2 separate regions of the Anas platyrhynchos genome follow, and region 2 is linked to region 1. A link is a contact called in public Hi-C data. All regions are on one chromosome and are shown on one strand. Each heading gives the region's core, a stretch centred on a gene start, on an enhancer-like site or on the middle of the called end of the contact. The rest is flanking DNA. Distances are from core to core; before and after follow the strand shown.

The links. A called contact is a pair of places that touch in the nucleus more often than the background predicts.
Region 2: a contact with region 1 is called in a Hi-C map of subcutaneous adipose tissue, with 3 times the contacts expected there. The contact joins the enhancer-like site here to the promoter of PUS1 in region 1. A contact is called at or near these places in 4 of 8 Hi-C or Micro-C datasets (liver, skeletal muscle and subcutaneous adipose tissue).

The regions. Positions count from the first base shown.
Region 1 is chr16:12,739,115-12,745,509 of IASCAAS_PekinDuck_T2T, reverse strand. It overlaps PUS1 (pseudouridine synthase 1), which reads left to right and starts at 3,053. Exons shown (of 6, transcript XM_027470199.3): 1 at 3,053-3,205; 2 at 3,447-3,662; 3 at 4,948-5,085; 4 at 5,803-5,905; 5 at 6,178-6,395. The coding sequence starts at 3,459.
Region 2 is chr16:12,843,380-12,849,774 of IASCAAS_PekinDuck_T2T, reverse strand. It overlaps MMP17 (matrix metallopeptidase 17), which reads left to right. Exons shown (of 10, transcript XM_038187449.2): 10 at 767-2,407. The coding sequence ends at 1,095. Among named protein-coding and RNA genes, the nearest start is that of ULK1, 19 kb to the right of the region's middle. Within about 2 kb of position 3,129, at least 3 of the 8 cell types and tissues checked have an H3K27ac peak or open chromatin away from gene starts, as enhancers often do. A contact at or near this core is called in subcutaneous adipose tissue, where this site is marked.

The DNA.
Region 1 (6,395 bases), core at 1,804-4,303:
CCCACACTGTTACTGGGCAGGGGGGCATTTGGGCACCCCACAGGCAAGGCACGGGGGCTTTGCCAGAGATGGCACTACAGGACCGCTCTGTCGGGGCAGGCATTGCACGGACTATGCTGGGCCAGGGGTTGGGTATTGGAGCTGCAGTGGTAGTTTGTGGGGGTGTTAATGTTGCTCTTCTTGTAAAGATGATATTGGGGTGATTCATCAGAGCACGGCACGAAGGTATTAAATCACCTGTTAGAGCTAGAGCTCAGCCACCAGTTCTGCAGCAGCAGGTGTGCTTGTCCTGAAACTTCAAGGATGGCCCATTCCTGGAACTACGGGCTGCAGTCCCCAGGGTCACTTGTATATCTGGAAATGTTTTATGAGGATGATTTCACTGCTGAGTAAACTTGATGGAAGCACTCTCACTTAAGGCCAAGCGTACTTTAATTTCACCAGTCCTATTAAACATGTATGACATGTTCTGCTCCTCACACACACAGCAGGGAGTTTCATGAATTGTTTGTGCCTATTCCAATTTAACCCTGGGTACGGCTGCAAGAGGAAGGAAACCCCTGATAATTTAATTCTTGAAGATTAGGCAAATTCCTGAAGACGCTGGGTAAGTGTGATGCAAATTAAATCCAAGCAAGTGCACTGGCTTTGCAGACCTCACGCAGTGATCTGCAATTGGACCTTCTGCACTACACCAGCAACTGCAGCCTTGGCTCTGCTGCCTTTTCACTCAAGATGTACATCCCCGAGGTACTGGCTTCACAGTGCAGATTCCCACAGAAGTGATGTACAGTGGCAGCTCTGGCAAGTCACTTAATTTCTCCTTGCCTTTGTTATCTACTGTTTGGAAATAAAATAATAAAATAAAATAAAATAAAATAAAATAAAATAAAATAAAATAAAATAAAATAAAATAAAATAAAATAAAATAAAATAAAATAAAATAAAATAAAATAAAAACCAATGAAAACAGGACAATAATCCTTCATTTGGAGGATTTAGACTGCAAACTCCTTGCAAGAAGCATGCTCCTTTGATAGGTGCTGCAGCATGGTCCCAACCTCTTCTGGGACCTCTGATGTTGCTGGCAGCTCATCAGTTCTGCTCTGCTACAAAACCTGAAGGCTAAACGAATCATTCAGAAAATCCAAGTCAGTCATTCTCTGTGGTGCCGTAGGGAGCACTTTACTGGTGGGCTGTAAGAAGCTGGCTAATTGCACAGAGCAAGCTCCTCCTCTTTGATTCCTGTTGTCACCTGGACTCCTGTCATTACGTTTAACTGAGTAAAATGACGACATCCCCAGTGCTGCTTACTGCTCGTGGCAGTGCTCCTCATGGCCAGCTGCAGCTGCAGGGCTGTGACATGCTCAGGGATAGGGCAGGGATTTATGGCAGGGTAGGCAGATCACAGAGGTGATTCCCATCTGCCTGGGAATGGAAGGGACTGAGCAAGACTGACTGAAGGGACTGCGCAAGAAGACGACATTAACCACTCATAATATTTTCTGACAATGGGGTTCACACTACGAACCAAGTCATTTTATAAACAGTGAAGCAGTGAGGCACGTGTGTGTCCTACAACTCCACACTGGGACCAACAACTTTCTCCAGCTCCTTTCCACCTGCCTAATTTTTATCTTGGGAAAGAGTCAGTGTGTGCTCTGGCAGGCTCAGAGCAAGGTTTGTGCTGTTTTGAAGCCCCTTTGTTGCCCTTAGAATGGATAAGGGCTGGGATAGCAAAGCTTTTTCCATCATGGGGCCATCCATGTAAGTGTTTCTCCTGTCATACCATTGTTTTATCCTATCTGCTGAGGCCTTCTTCCCTCTCTCGAAATGGGCCAAATTCAGCAATCACAGCAGGAAGGGAGGAGGAAGAGACGGTGTTGTACAGACAGGCAGCGTGACTGCACATGCTTCACTTCCTAAGGAAGCAAGGCAAAAAGGGATTCAGACGCCCCGGTCTAAGCAATACAGACATTTATATTCCTGTTTCCATTGGCAGCAGTGCTGCTATTTGACAGGCTATCTTTTATCACTTCTCTAAACAAAGTGCAGCTGGGAACATGTGATAAATCTTCCCTTGCCCCGTCCCGCTACTGAAATAACTCAGATGTGTCAGTTCAAAAAAGGATGTGCTGCATTTCTTCCCCTTATTAGCAGAAATAACAAGCCTGCGTTTGATAATCTGGCCTGCTTGGAATTGTCAACCATTCCATTTTCCATCTGAATGAATAAATGGAGCTTTCTTAGGCTAATCTCACAGCCATGCCAGGGGAGCAGCATCCTCTTTGGGTAGCTCCCTCCCATAAAGCACTGAAGCTCACAGCATAACAAAACAATTTCCAGGTGCATTTGGCTTTTTAGGAGGTACATGCTGGTGCCTGATAAGGGTGCCTATTGTACTAAGCTTTCCCATGAAGTACATCAGCGCAGATAAAACTTGTTGGAGGAGACATGAGCACAATGATTGCCTGAGAAAGCCGGAGGGAGGAAAACCTGACAGGAAAGTGAAAGCGTGGGGGCTTGTGCTCAACAGCGGGCGATGCTGGTGCGGGTGGCAGCTGCACCACGAAGGGACAGCGACCACTGCCCGGCAGGGACCCCTCTGGGAGGGCGACCTTGATCTTTAGTGAGTGACCCGTGCTTCACTGAGGTGTTTAGAATAGAGCAGTGTCATTAGGGCTGGGAGACCTTCGGGATTGGCTGGTCCCCACCACCGCCGTCCCCCACTAAACCATGTCCAGAGCACCACGTCCGACCTTTCCTCAGCACCCCCATGACGGTGATGCCACCACTTTTTGTTGTGTTTCACCGTGACTGAACTGCTGCGAGTGCTGCTGCTGCACCAAGCGGGTTTGTGAGGCACAAACTGTTCTGCTCCCACGGGCAGTGCTTATCGCAGGAACGCGCTCGTTCCTCTGCCTTTCCCCCTGCCTGGATTCCCAGCCCCTCACGCTCCCCACACGCGCTGGCTGCACGGAGCCTGTGTGCGAGCGGCCCCACGGCCACACGGCGCCAGGCGCCACAGGGGCTCGGCCGCGGGGCCCAGCGCCCGCTGAGGGCCCCCCCCGGCCCCGCGGCCCCCCCTCGGCGCCGCCCCGCCCCGCGCAGCCCCGGCCCCGGCCCCGGCCCCGGCGCCGCCTCGGTGCGGCCCCGCGCGGCCTCCGTAAGGCTCGGCCGGGCCCGCTGGGGCCGCGCCGGGCGGGTGAGCGGCGGGGCCGGGCCGCGATGCTGCGCTGGGGGGCGCGGGCCTGGGGCTGGGGCTGGGGCCGGGGCCTCGGGCTCGGGGCCCGGCCGCGTAACGTGCGTGGGGACCGCGGGGGGAGGGAGGCGGGGGGGGAGGCAGGGCCCGGGCCCCCCGCGCCTCAGCGGGGGCTCCTGGGGGCTCCCCGGGGCGGGCAGGGGCTGGCGGCCGGGCCCCCCCCCCTGAGCTCTGCTCCCCGCAGGTGGCTCCCAGCATGGCCGAGGGGCTGCGGGCAGCGGCTGCCAAGAGGCTGAGCGGCGGCGGCGAGGGGCCGGGAAGGCCGGAGGAGAACGGGCGGCAGAGCAAGAGGCTGAAGGGAGGCGGCGGCGAGGAGGAGGAGGAGCAGGGCAAGAAGTCGCCCAAGAGGAAGATCGTGCTGCTGATGGCGTACTCGGGGAAAGGCTACCACGGCATGCAGGTGCGGGGGCAGCACCGCACCGCGCCCGGCCGCCCCTGGGAGCCGCGGGGTTGGCAGGAGCGGGGGGGGGGCCTGGGGGCTGCGTCCCCAGCAGCTGCGGCGGGAACAAGCGGGTGCCGTGGCTCCTGGGGCCGAAGGCTGTGGTAGCAGCCGCACGTGGGGAGCTGCCAGCTGGACATCTGGTGTGTTCCAGGACCGCTGCCCTGCCTTCCAGCACACAGCATCAGCGGGCCTTTCTGAAGCTGTGCTGCAGACAAGGCTCTTGAGGCTGAAAGCACGGGCACTGCAGTTCTGTCAGCGCTTGATGTGCTGTCTCATGATCCCTCCCGACCCGTGCACCAGCTTCAGATTGAAGCTTCACACTTCAAAGCAGTTGGGCAGAGTTTTCCTTAGGTCAGACCTCAGGTGGTCTCGCTGTGTTCTGCAAAATGTGTAGGTCCTGGAGAACTGAGCTGTGTATTTACATGAAACAAATTGCTGTATGTGTTGACAGCTATTGGATTTATGAAAAGGTTGTTTGTACTCAAAAACATTGTAAATTGTCCCTTTTCTGGTGCACTCAATAGGGTGACATGTAGCAATTTAGGAGCAGGAAAACTGCTGTGAGATTGTTACACTTGCACGTGGCATGCTGCTTTGTTGCAGCAGCAAAGTGCCCCAGACTTGCTCATGCAGGAATGGTCTCGTGGTACAGCCTTAGCAGCAACAGCGTGGTTTTGCTCCATCTGCTGCTCCTCTCAGCATACTGCACGCTCTATACACATTCCTGAGGTGTAGTTTAAAAGCTCTACAGGATAACTGGTAATGGTTGAACACAGAAGAATTTTTCATGCTTACACAGCAAAGTAGCTTTGTTCAACAGCAGTGAACAACATGCATGGGCATGTCTGTAGAAGTGCATTTCAGCTTTACTGCGTTCACACCAAGTGGTGTGTGTTGGAGGGTGTGCCAAGCAGCCTTCCTGAGGTAGAGTTGCATGTTTCTGTCATAGTTCATCTACAAGTTTAGTGCAGAAGTTGCTGGAGCAAACAGTAGTCTGAGTTATGTAACAGCTTGGGCTACCTGACCAAAAGAGTCCACTAATTTCTGGAAGCCCGATTTGCAGAGGCCAGGTTTGGAACAGCAGCTGTTACTGTTGCAGGCACTGGCAAATAATTTAGGGTTATGAAGGGAAGATTTAAAAAAGATTGCATGGTGATATTCAATTAACATTTTTTCAATTATGTTCTTCAGAACAGTTACCCCGTTATTACTATTTGTTTTCTGATTTTATATTCTCTTCTAGAGGAATATGGGATCTTCACAGTTCAAGACAATTGAAGACGACTTGGTATCCGCCCTCGTTCAGTCAGGCTGCATCCCAGAAAACCATGGAGAAGACATGAAGAAAATGTCTTTTCAGCGGTGTGCTCGAACAGATAAGGTACATTGGTTAGGGCCTGTGCTCTCATAAAATGTGGTCTGTTCCCACCAGTGCTGTTGTGATTGCCTGGTAAAGCATTGTTTAGCATGAGATCCAACAGCAAATCCTATTTGCAGTGAATGTTACTTGAAACTTCTGCCTTCATTCATTACTAAATTTAAGTAAAAAGCGAATATTTAGAAAGAGTGAGATACTGGTTATATGGTGTTTGTAAAGCTGGTGCTTCATACTTACACTGTGTCTCTTTGCATTGCTGTCACATTCATCTGCTCCAGCTTGCCAACCTGTTGCTGCTCCTCACTGCTCTTGCTGCGTGGTTGATGCAGAGCTTGGAAATGTAACTGCATCACCATTGATTTTCAACCCTGCCACAGCAGGATTCTAAGTCTGAACTGGAATTCATGGCTGATCTTATGTACAAGTCATTTCTTTTCTGCTGGTGCTTTACTTACTAGTCAAATACAGTGAGATATGTCAGGAAAGGGAGTGCAATATTACGCTCTCTAAGATTGCTAAGGTGCTGGGTGGCCGTACAACACCAGCAGGTCTTCCAGGAGTACTCTCACTTGGATTTCTGCCTGTGACCTTGCATTTGCCTTTCTGCAGCCTGAAATGACCAGTGCAAAAAACTTGTTCTTTAGCTATTTCAGTTCAAGTGCTATCCTAGACCTTCCAAGGTACATAATTATCTGTGTATGTGCTTTATGATTTTTATAGGGTGTGTCTGCAGCTGGACAGATTGTGTCACTAAAGGTCAGGCTAATAGATGACATCTTAGAAAAGATCAATAACCATCTTCCTTCTCACATCAGAATTCTGGGTAAGGATGCCAGAATGGGCAAAGAAAACTTTTCAAAGAGAAGCCTTCTCCTGCACAAAGTCTCTCCCTTACTATTATAATTTTCCTCAAAAGCAGTTTAGTTTTAACAAGAATCTATGTTTCTGCTATTTTGAAATTAGTGTCCTATAAAATAAATCTTTGTATATTTGAATTGCATTTTATTTAAAAAAATACATTTGTTGGTAAAGTTGAAATCACAATTGGGTTATGGCCTACTGATTCAGAAATTTAACATCTCTTTTTAAAATAAGGGCTGAAGAGAGTCACTGGGGGATTCAACTCCAAGAACAAATGTGATGCCAGAACCTACTCCTACATGCTGCCAACATTTACCTTTGCCCATAAAGACGAGGATGTGCAAGAAGAGGCGTATCGACTGAACAACGAGACCCTTGAAAGAGTCAACAAGCTGCTTGCTTGCTATAAAGGAACACACAACTTCCACAACTTCACGTCTCAGAAGGGACCC
Region 2 (6,395 bases), core at 1,880-4,379, 100 kb before region 1:
GAGCCAGAGCTCCCTCTGCTCACTAAAAGGCATTGTAAATTCAAGCAGGTAACAGAAATATCCTGGGTGCTTAATAATTTGATTTTACTAAAAGAGCACAGTTGATGTTGTTTTGTGGCAATTTTATCTTAATACCTGCTGGTTTGCTTTTCACCGAATCTGTTGTTGTTGGATTTTTTACCTAGATACATGAGACTGTAGACAAAAATATTTTTAAAGGAAGTGTTTTGCCCAGACTTAGCACTTGTTTTCCAGGGATGAAATTTCTCGGTGGCCCCTTCTCTCTGCAAAGACCACAAAAATATTGTCATAGGAGGTGTTTAAAAGCAGCCATTCACTCACAATAAAGCGGCGCTTCCACAGTTTATTTGCTGGCAACCTAGCAGTGTAACTGCAGCCACTAAACCAGGCACCGGAGGGACGTTTCCAGAGGCTTTCCAAATTTCAGATGCTGTTGGGCATAACTGGCCACCCATGCAGGGAGGATGAGTCAGGCTCAGGTTGTTTATCATCTGCAGCCTCACCATGCCCTGTTACAAGACTGGGATGTTGGTGGTGTGTGTGGCTGTGGGCTTTTAACCCTGCATTCCTGTAGTACCAGGGGATGCATCTGTCCCAGGACCTGCCACAGGAGCCAGCATCTCACCCCAGTTTGGCGGCTCGTGGCTCCATGGGGTGGGAGCGCTCCTTTGCTGCTCCCGGTGCTGTCGTCCTCCTGGGCCACTGTCCCTGCTCATCTCACCTCTGGGCTTTGGTCTCTTCCCAGGTGCAAGTTACTTCTTCAGGGGCAAGGAGTACTGGCGAGTGCTGGACAGTGAGCTGGAGGCCGAGGCTGGCTACCCGCAGTCCATCGCCCGGGACTGGCTGGTGTGCAGCGACATGCAGGCTGACTCCCCAGAAGCAGCCGGCAGCAGCAGGACTGGGGCGCGCTCCAAGCCCGGGCAGCACGACGAGAGCCGCTCGGAGAATGGCTACGAGGTCTGCTCCTGCACCTCGTCCTCTGAGTCCCTGCGGGCCTGCCCCATGCTCAGACTGTCTGCCAGCCTTGTGCTGGCGAGCGTGTGGACAGCAGCACTGGTGTGTGCAGCCCTATGACATCTCACCCCACAGGGAAGGCAGCGTTGCAGTGCTCCAGGGACTGGAGGTGGATGCGGTCCCGTGCCACTAACTGTTGTGAGCAGAAAAACATTCCTAGGAACATGCCGGTGAAGGTTTTGAATTCTCCATGAGAAGTGAACCGTGGTTGTTTTTTTTTCTTCTTCTTCTTTTTAATTTTAGTTTAAAGGTCTAATAACAGATTTTGAGTTCTGCACCTCCTTATTCCCCCATCCAGTTAAAATGAGAGCAGCCTAACATTGAATTTAGAAATGCCCCATATAGATTTGTTGCTTTGGATGTTAGAACACCACAGACGAGGGAGGGGAGTGCTGCTGTGATCAGATGAGGACAGCAGAGGTAGCAGCACCCCAGCAGGAAGGTGGCAGGGCTGTGGGAGCGGTGCAGTAGCTGCGCTGACATAACGTGCACATCCCATTGGATGTACTAGGTAGAGAGAAACTTTGACTCTCCTAAGATTAACTGCAAGGTGGTCGTTATTATGTCAAATCTGCTGTGGTAACTGATGTCTTGGTAACCTGTACCAGTTTCTACAGGTCAAAAACACCTTTGCCTTTCAGAAGGCAGTGCAACTTATCTTTGTGTCCAGGTCATTTGAATTTAACAATTTATCTAATAAACCTTGGCTGCCTACACACAGCTCTCCCGCTCCTCTGCCAGATCAAGCCTGCCACCTTCAGTAAGGTGCTGACTGTTCAGGCTCGGGCGCAGCCTTACCACCACGCAAGCAGCAACTTGCTGAGCTCAGCCTTACGGATGGGATGCGACTCCAGCCATCCCACCAGCCTAATCCCTTCACAGGAACTCCTTCACTCTTGGAGCTTCTGTTTCATGTTGTATTATGCTTTGGAAGGGATTGAGATGTACAGAGTTCAGTTGTGGTGCTGTCACACCTGGCTGTACCATGGAGGGTGGGCTGGGGTGGGAAGGGAGGGATGTGCTCCTCTCAGTGCCTCAGCCAAGGGCTCAGAGCAACAGAGGTAAGGTCAAGAAGTGCATTAGGATGGTCCTGGACTTTTACTTGCTCCTACAGCGAGCCCATGGTGAGCCCTGGGACAGCCTCTTGTCCCCAGGCCTTCGCTGCACTGGCACATCCCAGCCTGCTCAGACCATGGCTCCTGTTTCTCTTCTGAGGCCTGATGCAATTTCGGATCAGGCCCTTTTGGAGGCCCCCTTGGACATCTGTCAGTGCAGGAGGAGTGCACCATTGTCCCATGACTCCATCTGCAGATAATAAATAACATTTCAGTGGCTTTCAATGTTCCCTTGAAGAACATAGGTACAAAATATTGCTGTTGTGTCTCGTGTCTATTGGAATGGACGGAGGACTCGGCAGCCGTGAGCTGAAGGACAAAGCGTCCCCCTGCACCAGGGTCTGGCAGGCCCCTGGATAGCTCTGTGCTCCGCCGAGGATAAAGGCCCTGTTGAATGTCTCCATAAATTCAGCGCGTAAAGCAGTTGAAATCCACCCCAAGCGGTGCCTAATCACTTTGTCAACTGCAGTGTGTAACTGCGCTAGGTGACGTCCACTCCAGGCCCCCCTTGTCCCCTCTCTGTTCCTGCTGACATGGAGAATGTCCTGCTGCGCTGCCAGTGCAACCTGCTGGCCCACAAGCATGCTTGCAGTGGTGCCAGTACCCAAAGTGCCGGGCTGAAAGCTGAGGAGGACATGCACTGTGCCGCCGTCACAGCCCTGCCTCTAGTGCGGGCCCTGAGCTGGCAAAGCCGCCCCATGGCCACAGTGAGCTCCAGATGCGGGATGATCGCATCCCAGGACACAAATGGCAGCTGGAGAGCTTCCCCGGGAGGTCACGGGTTCACTGTGGGGCCAGAGGGGTCAGTGCTGCCTGAGGGTCACTGCCGGAGCCATGCAAGCAGATGTCCCTGGCACAAAGACACCACTGTACCGAGAGCTCTCGGCAGCAGGCGTGGAAGGAGCCGAGGGTTTGGGCCGTGCCGGGGCATCCCTGCAGTGTGGGTGGAGGGCAGGGTGGCTGGATGGCTCCTCCAGCCCCAGGAGGATGCGGAGATGCCTGTGGAGGTGGATGGGGCCATCGTGGTGCTGGGCAGAGCCCCCTTAAAACAGCGGGTTTGCCCCCCCATGGGGCTGCTGCGGTCCCGCCTGGTGGGGTTGAGAGCCCCGAGCATGCCAGAGGTTAAAACCACCGGGCCAAGACCACTGGGCAAGAGGGATTTTACCCCAAACCAGAGCTCGGCCTCGGGTGAGGCCTGAAGCCGGCCTAGCCCGGCCCCGCCGCCAGCGGGAGGCCCCGGCGCGGCCGCCGGAGGGCAGCAGAGCCCCGGCCGCGGCCCGGCGCCACGGAGAGCGATGGGGATAGCTGGGGGGAGCGAAAAAGAGAAAGGGGGAAGAGGAAAGGGAGAAAGGAAATGAAGAGGAAAGGAAAAAAAAAAAAAAAAAAAGAGAGAGAGAGAAAAAAAAAGAGAGAGAGAGAGAAGTAAACAGAGAAAAGGAAAAGTAAAAAGGAAAAGAAAAGGGTAAAAAAAAAGTAAAAGAGAAGAAAAAGGATAAAAGAAGAATAAAAAATAATAATAATAAAAAAAAAAATAAGAGAAAAAGATTTAGGAAAGAAAATGAAAAACTAAGTTGGGCAGGAGCAGTTTTCAAATGCCAAAGCCATGTCCATGCCTAGATTTAAAAAACAAGAATACCATTAAGTATAATTTATCTCGGACAAGACCCAGTGTTTAACAGCTTGAAAAACACAAAGCTGTTGAGAAGGAACTCCTCTTTACTTGCTGATTCAAATCATATGTCACACTTGTGTGTAACAGAAGGCTGCTGCCTCCCGAAGCCCCAGAATAGCTGAGGGGATGGCTGAACCCTTATCTCTGAGGGCTTTTCTCAAATGCAACTTTCTGATCTACGTGTATTGATAACGAAATTTCTCTCCTCAACCCCAAAGTTTAATCAGCAAATGCCCCTGCACAGCTGTGGGCCAGGAGAGCAGGCCCTGGGGATCAGCCCCATAGTTCAGGTGGAGCTCTTCCAGCCGGTGCCCCCTGCCAGGAGGTGGGTAGGTGTTCCTAGCCTCTTCTTGCCTTGCCACAGCCCCTGGAGGTGCCTTCTGCTTCTCAGATGGCAGGCTAGGAGAGGACAAATCCCAGAGCTGCCTCGAGCCCAGCCACCTTGCTTTTTCCATCTTCTCTGCCAGGCACATGTGGTGCATGAGCCAGGCTGAACCCAGAGCTGCTGGAACAGCAAGCCCGGGGGATGCCTTATCCAGGCAGGGGGACTCGTCCTGGCTCTCCGTGTTCCAGCAGTTCCTGGTAAGCCCAGTGCTGTGGATCGTTTCCTTGCTTTTCCCTGAAATTTCTAGACAGGGGGAGTTGGCTGGCCCTCGTGGGGCTGTAACAGGCCAGGAAGGGATTTAGGACAGCCAAAGCAGGGAGTACATGGCACTGCAATAGTCTCTAAGAAGGCAAGTTTGTGCTAAGAATAGGAGAGGCTATTAAAGCTGGATGGTATGTGGAGGATTTCTGTAGGCATGTGCTGGGGCCGTAAACTGGGAAGCAGTCTCCTGCAGTACAAGTTATTACTGGCCTCGTGGTACCAACAAGATTATTACAAGAGCTGCCAGAGCAGTTCCCTGTCCTTCACCCAAATTTCTGGTGTTTGGTTGGGAGAAAAAAAAAAAAAAGAATAATAAAACAAAATCCCAAACCTCTGGCAAGATTTATCCTGTCAACAGTGAAACTCTAACCTGATGTTGGGTTGCCAGCTCTGGTGGACTTGTTCTTCAATAATATAGAAGGTATCTGGGATGTGTTTTTTTTTTTTTTTTGTTTATGTGTGTGTGTTTTAATGGGCTTTGGGCTTGACTGCACACCCAAAACAGTCAAAAAATAATAATAAAATAAAAATAAAAAATAAAAGCCCAGTCCTGGCTTTTGCTGGAGACTACTGTCTGCTCCAAGCAGCTTTCAGCAAGCACAGCTTGGCAGAGGAAATGCTGGTCTTCTGCATCGACAAGGCCACTCTGTTGCGGTGGGGACCAGATGGGGAAAAACACTTCCAGGGGAGAGGCCTTCCCACCCCACATCTGAAAAGCCAAACCCAGCCAGTGTGTTGTGCAGCTGGAAACCTTGGGGGTGAGAGGGTCTCACTTGGGCTCAGATGTTCAGTGTGTTCCTGTCTCTTAGGACAAGAGGTGATTTGAAGGTGGGAGCACCTGTGATGCCTGCAGAAGCCTGACTGTATGCAGAACCCCTCCTTTGAGCTTCAGAGGGTGGAAGTGCCCTATTAACTCAGCTGTGCTGCACAAACCAGTGTTCTCTGACCTGTGACATGCTTCACCTGTGGAGCAGGACAGGGAGCTTGGTGATAACAGGGCAACTCGATGACAGTGTCTCCCTCCCATCTCCAGCCAGTTTGGAGAAACTGATGACTGGCAATTGGGGATCTGGGGCTGTTTTTGTCTGGTGAATATGAATTTATGGTGCTGGGTGGTCTTCATGTGGAGCCTCTTCATTGCCAGCTGTGTAAAAGCATCTTGCATCCTGTGGCTCCTCTGCTCCTGGGGACCCAGCCTCCTGCTCCAGGTAGGTGGGGGGGCAGCTACATGCTGCACACATCGGCTCCTGTGTATTGGCAAGGAGGCAGAGCCATAGGACGGGTTTGTTTGTTTCTGAAGTTGCCAAGTAATGGGGTAACTGTGGCCAATGAAGGCTTGTGGTCATGAAATTATGCTGGTGCCTTGAAACCCTGCCTTCAAACAGAGCTCATGGGGGGGGATTTCCCCAGAAGCACTGGTAGATCTTTGTCCCACTTATTTGCATCGCTGTGCTTGAACTTATCTGAAATGTCATCATTATGCTCAGCCCAGGCTTGTAACTGCTCTATTTTTCTGAGCACATAAAAGTAAAGGTGTTTTGCAGCAATTATCTGCTTCAACAGTCCCTTTTTCCACTGCTGTGTTCATTTGCCCTTCTTTTCCTCATTGCCATGAAGTCCTGCCCCCCATCACAAATGTGCACAGCTCAGGCTGGAGTTGACGGCCTGTTAGGAAAGATCCCAGAGCTCTGCAGGCACCTGTGGTTAGAGAGCTCCTTGCTCCTTTGTATAATGGGGGAACACCACCCAGGAGAGGACAGCAGGCTCTCAGCCTGTGCTCATGAGGATCTCAAGCCCCATATCACTTGTAGCCACCTTCTGATGACCCAGCCTGGGAACAGAAGGCCAGGAGTGAGCAGGACCGGAGTGCTACTGGGCCACAACAGTGTTCCCAGGCTGCAGTGAACATGGGTCTAAAGAAACAAGC